3 separate regions of the Gossypium hirsutum genome follow, and regions 2 and 3 are each linked to region 1. Evidence: chromatin contacts called from public Hi-C data. All regions are on one chromosome and are shown on one strand. The core of a region is the stretch at or near the end of the contact, and the rest is flanking DNA. Distances in the headings are between cores, read along the strand shown.

What was found. A called contact is a pair of places that touch in the nucleus more often than the background predicts.
Region 2: a contact with region 1 is called in a Hi-C map of leaf, with 3 times the contacts expected there. The contact joins the promoter of LOC107918283 here to the promoter of LOC107919999 in region 1. A contact is called at or near these places in 14 of 34 Hi-C or Micro-C datasets (anther, callus, cotyledon and 4 more).
Region 3: a contact with region 1 is called in a Hi-C map of leaf, with 2.0 times the contacts expected there. The contact joins the promoter of LOC107918573 here to the promoter of LOC107919999 in region 1. A contact is called at or near these places in 2 of 34 Hi-C or Micro-C datasets (leaf and petal).

The regions. Positions count from the first base shown.
Region 1 is chrD13:42,595,456-42,598,379 of Gossypium_hirsutum_v2.1, reverse strand. It overlaps LOC107919999 (patellin-3), which reads left to right and starts at 1,512. Exons shown (of 4, transcript XM_016849472.2): 1 at 1,512-2,924. The coding sequence starts at 1,553.
Region 2 is chrD13:42,446,312-42,449,337 of Gossypium_hirsutum_v2.1, reverse strand. LOC107918283 reads right to left here and starts at 1,421. Exons shown (of 3, transcript XM_016847811.2): 1 at 244-1,421. The coding sequence starts at 376.
Region 3 is chrD13:42,772,616-42,775,710 of Gossypium_hirsutum_v2.1, reverse strand. It overlaps LOC107918573 (transcription factor bHLH81), which reads left to right and starts at 1,560. Exons shown (of 5, transcript XM_016848159.2): 1 at 1,560-2,304; 2 at 2,643-2,786; 3 at 2,869-2,934. The coding sequence starts at 1,852.

The DNA.
Region 1 (2,924 bases), core at 263-2,762:
TTTATAATTAATTTTTTTTTGGTATAATAAAAAAAATCATTTTAATTTGAATTTATATTTTTTTATCAACGTTAATTTTATTGATGTAGATTATCATGTAGATGCTATATAAATAATTAATTTTTAAAATTTTATTAAAATATTTTTTTAATAAAATTGAAGGACTAAATAAGTAATTATAAAAAATTAAATTTGTGTTTAAGATGGCTACACATTAGATATCTACAATATTTTAAATATTTAAATCTAATCCACTTAAGTTATCCGAAATCTAAATCAATGTGCTATAGCATATAAATGGATTGGATTTAAAGAGTAATATTTGCTGAACATATGAACCCTCCAAATTTATTTATTTTTTAAAACTTAAATATAATATCAAATATTCTTATTTTTACAAAGAAATGGGAATTATAAACTCTAGTTTCAGTGAGACCCTGATTTAAGGGTAAAGTTGAAATATTGTAAATTTTGAGAGTCTTACTATATGTATATGCGTGAGTTTTCTTTAAATTTTATTTTAATTAATTAATTAGAGTTAAGTTAATTATCTTTTCAATATTTGATTTTAATGAAATGATTTAACTTCAAAAATAAAATAAATCAACCACCAAATACTAACTAAATATGTAAATGAATATTTGAATTTATTATGTTTGTTAAAATATCATATATATACATTTATAATTATCTAAGTTCAATCGGTTTATTAAATAATTATTTTAAAAAATATTTGTGAAATTTTTTAAATTTTAAATTTTTGTTGATGTGATAAAATGTGCCATATTGACACATTATATATAATTTATTTGATTACTTTATCAATCACGTCACCAATTAAAGTGGTAACAGATAAAATTTTTACTAAAATAACTGATCTACTTATTGATATAAATTATATAAATCAATTAATTATATTTTTAAAATCGAAGGCTTAATTCAAAGACTTCATAATACTTTACAAATAGTGAAGGTGGGGTGTGATATCGAATTTCAGGATACATGTAATAATATAAATATTAGGAAATTTGACAAGTTTTGGCAAAAACAAGGGTATATTATTAGAAGAACAAAAACAAGAGGAGAGATTTGGAGTTTTGGATTTATACGAAATTAGACCAAACAAATTGGCTTTTAAAAATTAATATATATAAGGTAAATAATAGGTGGAACTATGTAATATAAAATAAAATAATAATAATTCCTATCTATGAAGTTGTCATTAATCTTGAAATAATGTTGAATTGATTTATGATATTATCAATACAAATAAGATGTAAATATTATATTAAAATAAAATTTTGATTTAGTTAAATATTAATATTTTATTAATTTAAATAACACAAATCTAAATTTTATAACTTTTCAAATAATATAAATTAATTTAATTAAAAAATATTTTAATAATGAAAAAGAAAAAGATATTATAATAGAAGAAAATAGGATCATGGTTCTGGACTAAGGGTGAAGAAGAAGTATAAAGAGAGTGGGGTCCAGTAACAAAGTGGCATAATAACAGCTGGCAAACGGGTCTGACAGACTGGTTCTCTCCATGTCCAACACAACAAACGTCGCCTCCATTTCTTCCCATCACTCCCCCGCCCCCCCCCCTCTCATTTTAAGCCCCCACCTTCCCCTTTCTCAAACCAACTACTACAACAACAACCTCCTCTCCCCCCTTCATTTCTCTCTCTCTGCATTTTCATCTCTTGTTTCTTTCTCTTTTACAATCTCATACATGGCTGAGGAGACTCAAAAGCCTGAAGCTGCTGCACCCCCTGCTCCTGCTGAGGAAGTGGTGGTGGAGAAGGAGAGTGAACAGGAGGCTGCTTCCGAGAAGCCTACTGATGCTGTTGTTGAAGACAAACCTGCTGAGGCTGTTGAGGAGGAGCCTAAGGTTGAAGCTAAGGACACTAAGGTAACTGAGTCTGCTTCTTTCAAAGAAGAAACCAATATAGCCGGTGAACTTCCTGACCCACAAAAGAAGGCTCTTGATGAGCTTAAGCAACTTATTCAAGAAGCCCTTAACAAGCACGAATTCACACCCCCTCCTGCCAAAGATAAAGATAAACCAGCTCCCGAGGAAAAGAAAGAGGAAGACCAACCTGCCACTTCTGCTGCTGAAACTGAAGTAAAAGTCGAAACTGAAGCACCCGCACCCGTTGAAGTCAAGGAAGAAGAGAAGGCCGACCCACCGATTGAAGCACCCGCACCCGTTGAAGTCAGGGAAGAAGAGAAGGCCGACCCACCGGTTGAAGCACCCGCACCCGAGACCGTGATGGAAACAGAGGTGGTCGAAAAGGTTTCAGCTGCCGATGACGACGGTGCCAAGACCGTTGAGGCAATTGAGGAATCTGTAGTAGCAGTGGCCACTCCTCCACCGGCTGAGAAACCAGAGGAAGAGGCCTCTTCTTCTTTGAAACCAGATGAGGTTGCTCAATCAGAAGAGAAGCCAGAAGAAGCCGAAGTTCCCCCACCTCCACCCCAAGAGGTGTCTATATGGGGAATTCCGCTTCTTGCGGACGAAAGAAGCGATGTTATCCTATTGAAATTCTTAAGGGCTAGGGATTTCAAAGTCAAGGACGCATTCACCATGATCAAAAACACTGTTATCTGGCGTAAGGAGTTCGGAGTTGATGGCTTGCTGGATGAGGAGCTTGGAAATGAATTGGAGAAAGTGGTTTTCATGCACGGATTTGATAAAGAAGGTCATCCTGTATGCTACAACGTGTATGGGGAATTCCAAAACAAGGAGCTGTATCAGAATACTTTTGCAGATGAAGAAAAGCGATCCAAGTTCTTGAGGTGGAGGATTCAATTCTTGGAAAAAAGCATCAGAAAGCTTGATTTCAGTCCCAATGGTATCTCTACCATAGTTCAGGTAAACGATCTCAAGAACTCTCCCGGACCTGGAAAAAGGGAGC
Region 2 (3,026 bases), core at 172-2,671, 150 kb after region 1:
TGTATATACATCATATTTACATTAACATCTACAGCTATGAATGTAGAGCAGGCGCATATATAACTGGAAGAGCCAACGCTGCCGAGTGCAGAACAACATAGAAACAACTAGAAGAAAGATAAAAAGTGGATATGAGAAAACAAAATTTGTAGAACCAATTAGGCTAATCTGCAATGGGGCAAATCGAAAACAACATATCTTAAAAGGAGAAAGAAATAAAGAAATAAGGGAAAGAGAACAAACTAAAGAAAAGGAGGCCACCAAAAGCGCCAGCCAAGGATGAATAAACGAAGCGGCGGAGAGTGAGATCGATGCAGGCGTCCCATTTTGCGTTCATGTCATACTTTGACGGCGTCAATTCCTTGTCATCCCCCATTTCAAAGCCTTATGCAGTACAACTATTACTTTCGTTATTTCTCGGAATTTTTGCTCAGATTTCCATCTTTTAACTTCGTCTTCGTTTGATTCTCCTTTTGTTTTCTGGGTAATCTGCCGCAATGCCTCTCAGATAGGTACCGCTTGTTTTCCCTTTTTTTTTTGTTCTTTTTTCTTTTCAACTTACAGCATCCATCGATAAAATGGGATCAAGAACAGCAAGGGCCCAAAAAGCCCAATAATAGAAATGTCTCAAAATCGCTCAAAAGATGCAATAATAGAAACAAGGTCCAAACAAGCCCAGCTCCCCACAATATTCAACTATTTCACCCTTGCTGTCATCAGATTAGGCGGGAAAGGAAGTGCCAAAGGATGTTGGGGAAGTAGAGATGCAAGGGGGCCACACCCGTCGTCAGCATGAATGCCTTCGGCAGGAGACCATGCCTCAGCCAAACTCAAAAAGGGACGTTATCGACCACAATTGAAGCCAGTCACGAGCAGCGACAAAAGAGACATATTAGCCATAAAAATGGCCTCAACCACTAACAGAAATAGAGTTTGTGTGACGAAACCCGAGGACTATCAAGCTCCGACCAATGAGGAACTTAAACGGTGGCGACCCCATCCATGCCCCCCAAAAAATAACAAGGGCTAGCAAGCAAGGAACACTAACCTGGAAAAGAAAAAAGAAAGAAAAATATAAGTAACGTCAACTAAGGAGTTGCAAATGCTAAAATGGTAGAGAAATGGAACTAAACAAAACTATCGTTAGTAAAGAAAGAAGCCAAAGAGGCTTGGGCTAGCCTCTCTCATAAAGATCTTTGGCCAAAGATCCACTCGTCTCGTCGAACAAGATCCAAAAAAAGCGAACAGTTGTGCCCATCATAGGAACTATAAAAATAGAGGAGGAGATTCTTTTCTGTTGAAGAGGAAAAAAAAGCAAGAGAGTAGAGGAAGGGATGACAACGGCTAGTTTGGCAACCAGCCCTGTTTTTGGCTAGATAGAAAGCAAAGTCAGTGGTTGTACTGTTTTATTTTTACTATCATTTTTTAGCTGGCTGGAACCACGAAAAGAGAGAATGAGATGGTTTTATGTTAAAGGGGAAAAAAGCAAGGGAAAAAGATACCAACATTTACTTAACTTTCAATAGTGAGAAATCAGTCACTAATCATTAATATTTTTGAAAAACGATAAATTAATTATCCGAGCCTATTTTCTGGTATAGACCTAACGGGACAGCTGGCGTGGCCCTTTAGGCTATCATGTTGGACATTACTAGATGTCCATGTTGGATCTGGTGTCCTAAGTGTAGTATTTTCATCAAAGTACACATGTAATTTCCCGACCAAATTAGTTAATAAAATTATTCATGAATTACATTAATACTTTGTATATTATCCTCAAGTATTTTTGTACGCAAACTAAAATGGAAGTAAATGTTACTCACTAGTTGTCTATTATTTAATTAATATTTAGCAGTATTACGTGGTCGGATCGTAATATAGAAAGACAACTTGTATTAATAGACAAACCTAAACATGTCCTTAGTCTAATCGGAAATGAACAAACCGATTGAAAGACTAATATTTCATCTATCAAGTCCAATTTGGGAGATGCTTTATCTTGGGCATCAGAGCAGATGACTCCCAGAAGATAAAGACATAGATGTGACTGACTGGACTGACAGTACATCAAACTGGATCCAAGTCGAATAGATCCTAAATCCGTTTATGGATCTATTCCCTTGTGACGTTCATAGTGTGGCATACCTAAATCCTAGGTGGATGGCGGACTATGCATGCGTGACTCATATACTTTGATGTAAGTAAAAGCCCGAGTTCAAATAAATAAGGAGCCGAAAGTTGGTACATTGAGTATACGGCTTCTACATTATGTAATGTCATTCACAATAGTGGAATTCAAAACCTAAGACATGGGAAAATTATATCCTTTTATAGGCATTACATGGTTGCTGAAAAGTAAACGTGGCCACGGGTCATTCGTCTTTGTGATAGATGACTTGATCACTATTTGATCATCATTGACTTTTCATGAAGGAAGATATAATGGTTACCATGAGATAAAATAGGATTATATTAGGAAAACGGATATTATCTTAAAGAGATCAATGATAAACTATGAGGGTAACACACTTATGACAAGGTCATTGGACGAATGCTGAATAGTTGCTTTCGTAATGGTATGCCATTAGGGAGGACTCAACCACAATACTATAGTGAAATGTCTTCATGATTAAATGAGTTTATAATTAATAGATGAAAAGCCAAAACTTAATTAAAAATCATTTGAGCCTTAATTACATATGTCTAATCGATCCCTCTAATAGCTCGTTGAAACCAGAAATGAATTACGTGTTTGAATCAAAATGAACAGAATGAATAGAAATAGAGAAATGAAAAACATTCAAAAATGATTATGGTTTTCTCTAAAATGGAGAAATGGAATTGTTTGGAAATAAATGTGGGTTTTAAAAAAATGGAAATAGAAATGGAAATGAAAATGAGAAATGATCCATTTGCAAATATATGGATTACTCAGAAATGACCGGAAGAATGAGTTTATATTTTTGAGTAGTTTTAAAGCCCAAAAATGAAAATAAACCATTCAGTCATAATGAATAAGTTGAGTT
Region 3 (3,095 bases), core at 311-2,810, 180 kb before region 1:
AAATCTGAAAAGTAAATGGACTAAATTCTTAGAAATAAAAGTATAAAGACTAAATTCTAAATTTGAGAAGAGTACATGAACCCATGACATATAATAATAACCTATTTTTAAATATGTTTAGAATACTATAAATTTGTTGTTGTAAATATATATTTTATGCATTAATAATTTACAGTTTTTTGACATAACCATTTTATTCGTATTGTGTTTGTTTTATTTTGTAAGTATTTATCTTATGTTGTCTTTAAATCATGCATTAATTATTTAATGTTTTGCTTAGTTTATTATCATGATTCAATTTAAAGGAAAAATATGCGTTCATGCTCTTAATTTTTAATGATTTTTTACATTATTTAAATCATTTATCTTAGTAATTGAAATTTAGAGAATGTATTTTATTATTTTAATTTTAATGTTAATTTTTTTATTTAAATAGATTAGTCTACTCATTAAACATAATGTCATGGTTCTTTTTTTTTTATAAAAACCAAACAAAATAATCACATTAATATATCAAAAACTAACAGAATCTTTGCGAATAGTTGTAGACCTTTATTTTTGTCAAAAGCCATCTTGGTAATGGGTCAACTTCTATGTTCTCTTCTCTAGGAATATATTCAAATTTTCATTGACCCATTTCCAATAAAAGCTGTTGAATATGTCTGATAAGTGTGGAACAAAATGTAATTGAGAATGATTCTTGAATGGCCTAAAGAACCTCCATACTATCCGTTCGAATCAACACTTTGTCACATTGCTTACTTTGTAGTAATGTCAAGCCGTCTAGAATACTCCATAACTTAGCATTGAAGGCAGCGCACTGTCTCAACCTTTTGTTAAACTCAAGAATCCACCCCCATGGTGATCCCTCCACACTCCCTCGACAATGACAACCCCCGAGTCTTGACAACGCCATTGTATTGTACTTTTCTCAATCCCAATTTATTTCATAGTTTGCATAAGGTTTAACTACAAAATTGACCCTCAAATTATATCACTTTTCTCACTTAGGTACTTGAAAATTTTATTTGGTCAAATATGGTATTTGAATTATCAATTTTGTCTCATTTTACTCCAAAACGTACGATGTTCAATAAAAACATACTATATGGTATGTTCTTATTGTTTGGTAATGTGTTTTTAGGTAAAATGAGAAAAAAATAGATATCTAAGTAAAAAACTGTAATAAAATTTGGAGGTGAGCTTAAATTTAAATTATGTACCTAAAAAATAAAACATAATTAAATAATTCTTATTTAATATAATTAGAATCTAGTTATATATAAAAGGAGGATACAAAGGGCACTAAAATTGACACATTAAAAGTTTGTTATCAAATCTACAGTGGACATTGGGTGAAATTGCCTCCGCCTCCTTAATTTTGCCACATCTAGCAACATATTTTCTAACCAAAAAAAGATATAATATTTCACACAAACCTACCCACGCATTATTAAGCCGTATATTCCACGTGCATGCTTTTCTGAAATGTATTGGCCCGTGACTGTCACGTGAAATGCCTGCATCTGAAACGGACTTTACTTTCCAGAGGTTACGGTGAAGAGGAGGTCTGATCTGAAAGAAAATGATGAGGTTGCAGTTTCTGGCCTTACATGTTCCCTTTTTTGATAGAACCAACTTTGCCACCGTTGGATCTCTCTTTTCCGAAACATTTTGGTTCTAATCGAACGGCTCAAAATCATTTAAATGAAAAAGAACTTGCAAAAAATAAGCTATGTTAGGGCATATCCCACAGCGAAAAAGGGAAAGCTGCTGAACAGGAAACCAAAAAGAAAAAAGGAGAGTTTTTCATAGCACAAAGCTAACTCCTCAAGCTGAACAAAGAAGCAGATGAAACCGACGCCTGGCGGCAGTAGCAGCTCTAGTGGCGGTGGCGCTGAAGGGAGTCGAGCTGGACTCGCCCGTTTCCGCTCAGCGCCAGCCACTTGGTTAGAAGCCCTTCTCGAGGAAGAAGAAGAGGACCCTTTGAAGCCTAGCCAGTGCTTGACTCAGCTACTAACTGGAAATTCAACCTCAACACCCACCATTCGAAATTCATTGCTTTTTCCCAACTCAGCCTATCCATCTGGGTTGTTTGAGCCTTCTGGTTTCCAGAGGCAAAACAGTTCTCCAGCTGATTTTCCTGGGAATAATCCTGCTGCTTCCTCTGATGCCTACTTCTCTAACTTTGGAGTTGTTGCAAATTATGACTATTTATCGCCAACTATGGATGTTTCCCCCTCGAGTAAGAGGGCTAGCGAGCTTGATACGCAATTCCCACCAACAAAGTTCCATTCTCAGTTGGTAAGACTAAGAGATAGCCATACTAATATTATATTTCAACTTCCACAGCTTGTTAGTTTTTCTATTATATGGATTTTGAATACTTCTGTTTTTTGTTTTTGCCGTCTTTGAATTGCCTGTGAAAGGATAGATATTGATCGTCATCTTATTATATTCTTTTTAGTCTTCTTTTAATGTTTTAGGCTTTACTATTTCTTTTCAAAGCTGACCAACTAATGGCCATACATTTTTAGCCAAAAAGGAAAGGATAAATTTACTCTTTTGAGCAAAAATATATATGGTTGAATCCCCATTTTTTTTTTTACAATACCCTTTGTTTTCCTTCTATTTTTGGGTAGAAAGGAGAGCCAAGTGATCAGATTTCTGGTGGGATATCTAATCTTATAGATGTAGATATGGAGAAACTTTTGGAGGATTCGGTACCTTGCAGGGTCCGTGCGAAGCGAGGGTGTGCTACTCATCCTCGAAGTATTGCAGAAAGGGTAATTGTATTCATTTGCTGATAATTAAGAAGTAAAATGGTGTTTATGTTTAGTTCTAACTATCCATGACTATTTTTGTTAGGTTCGGAGAACACGGATTAGCGATCGCATTAGAAAGCTTCAGGAGCTTGTCCCCAACATGGATAAGGTAGGCTACATCTTGAGATCTATTTTAATCGGAAAATTCAAGTTCAGTATGTAGCTATCATTCTACAAAAGGACTTTCTAACCTTATTAATGTTTCATCCTAATTAAGTTTAATGCGAAATGTATTGATTTGTCTGACTGGCTACAAGAGACATAAATGAG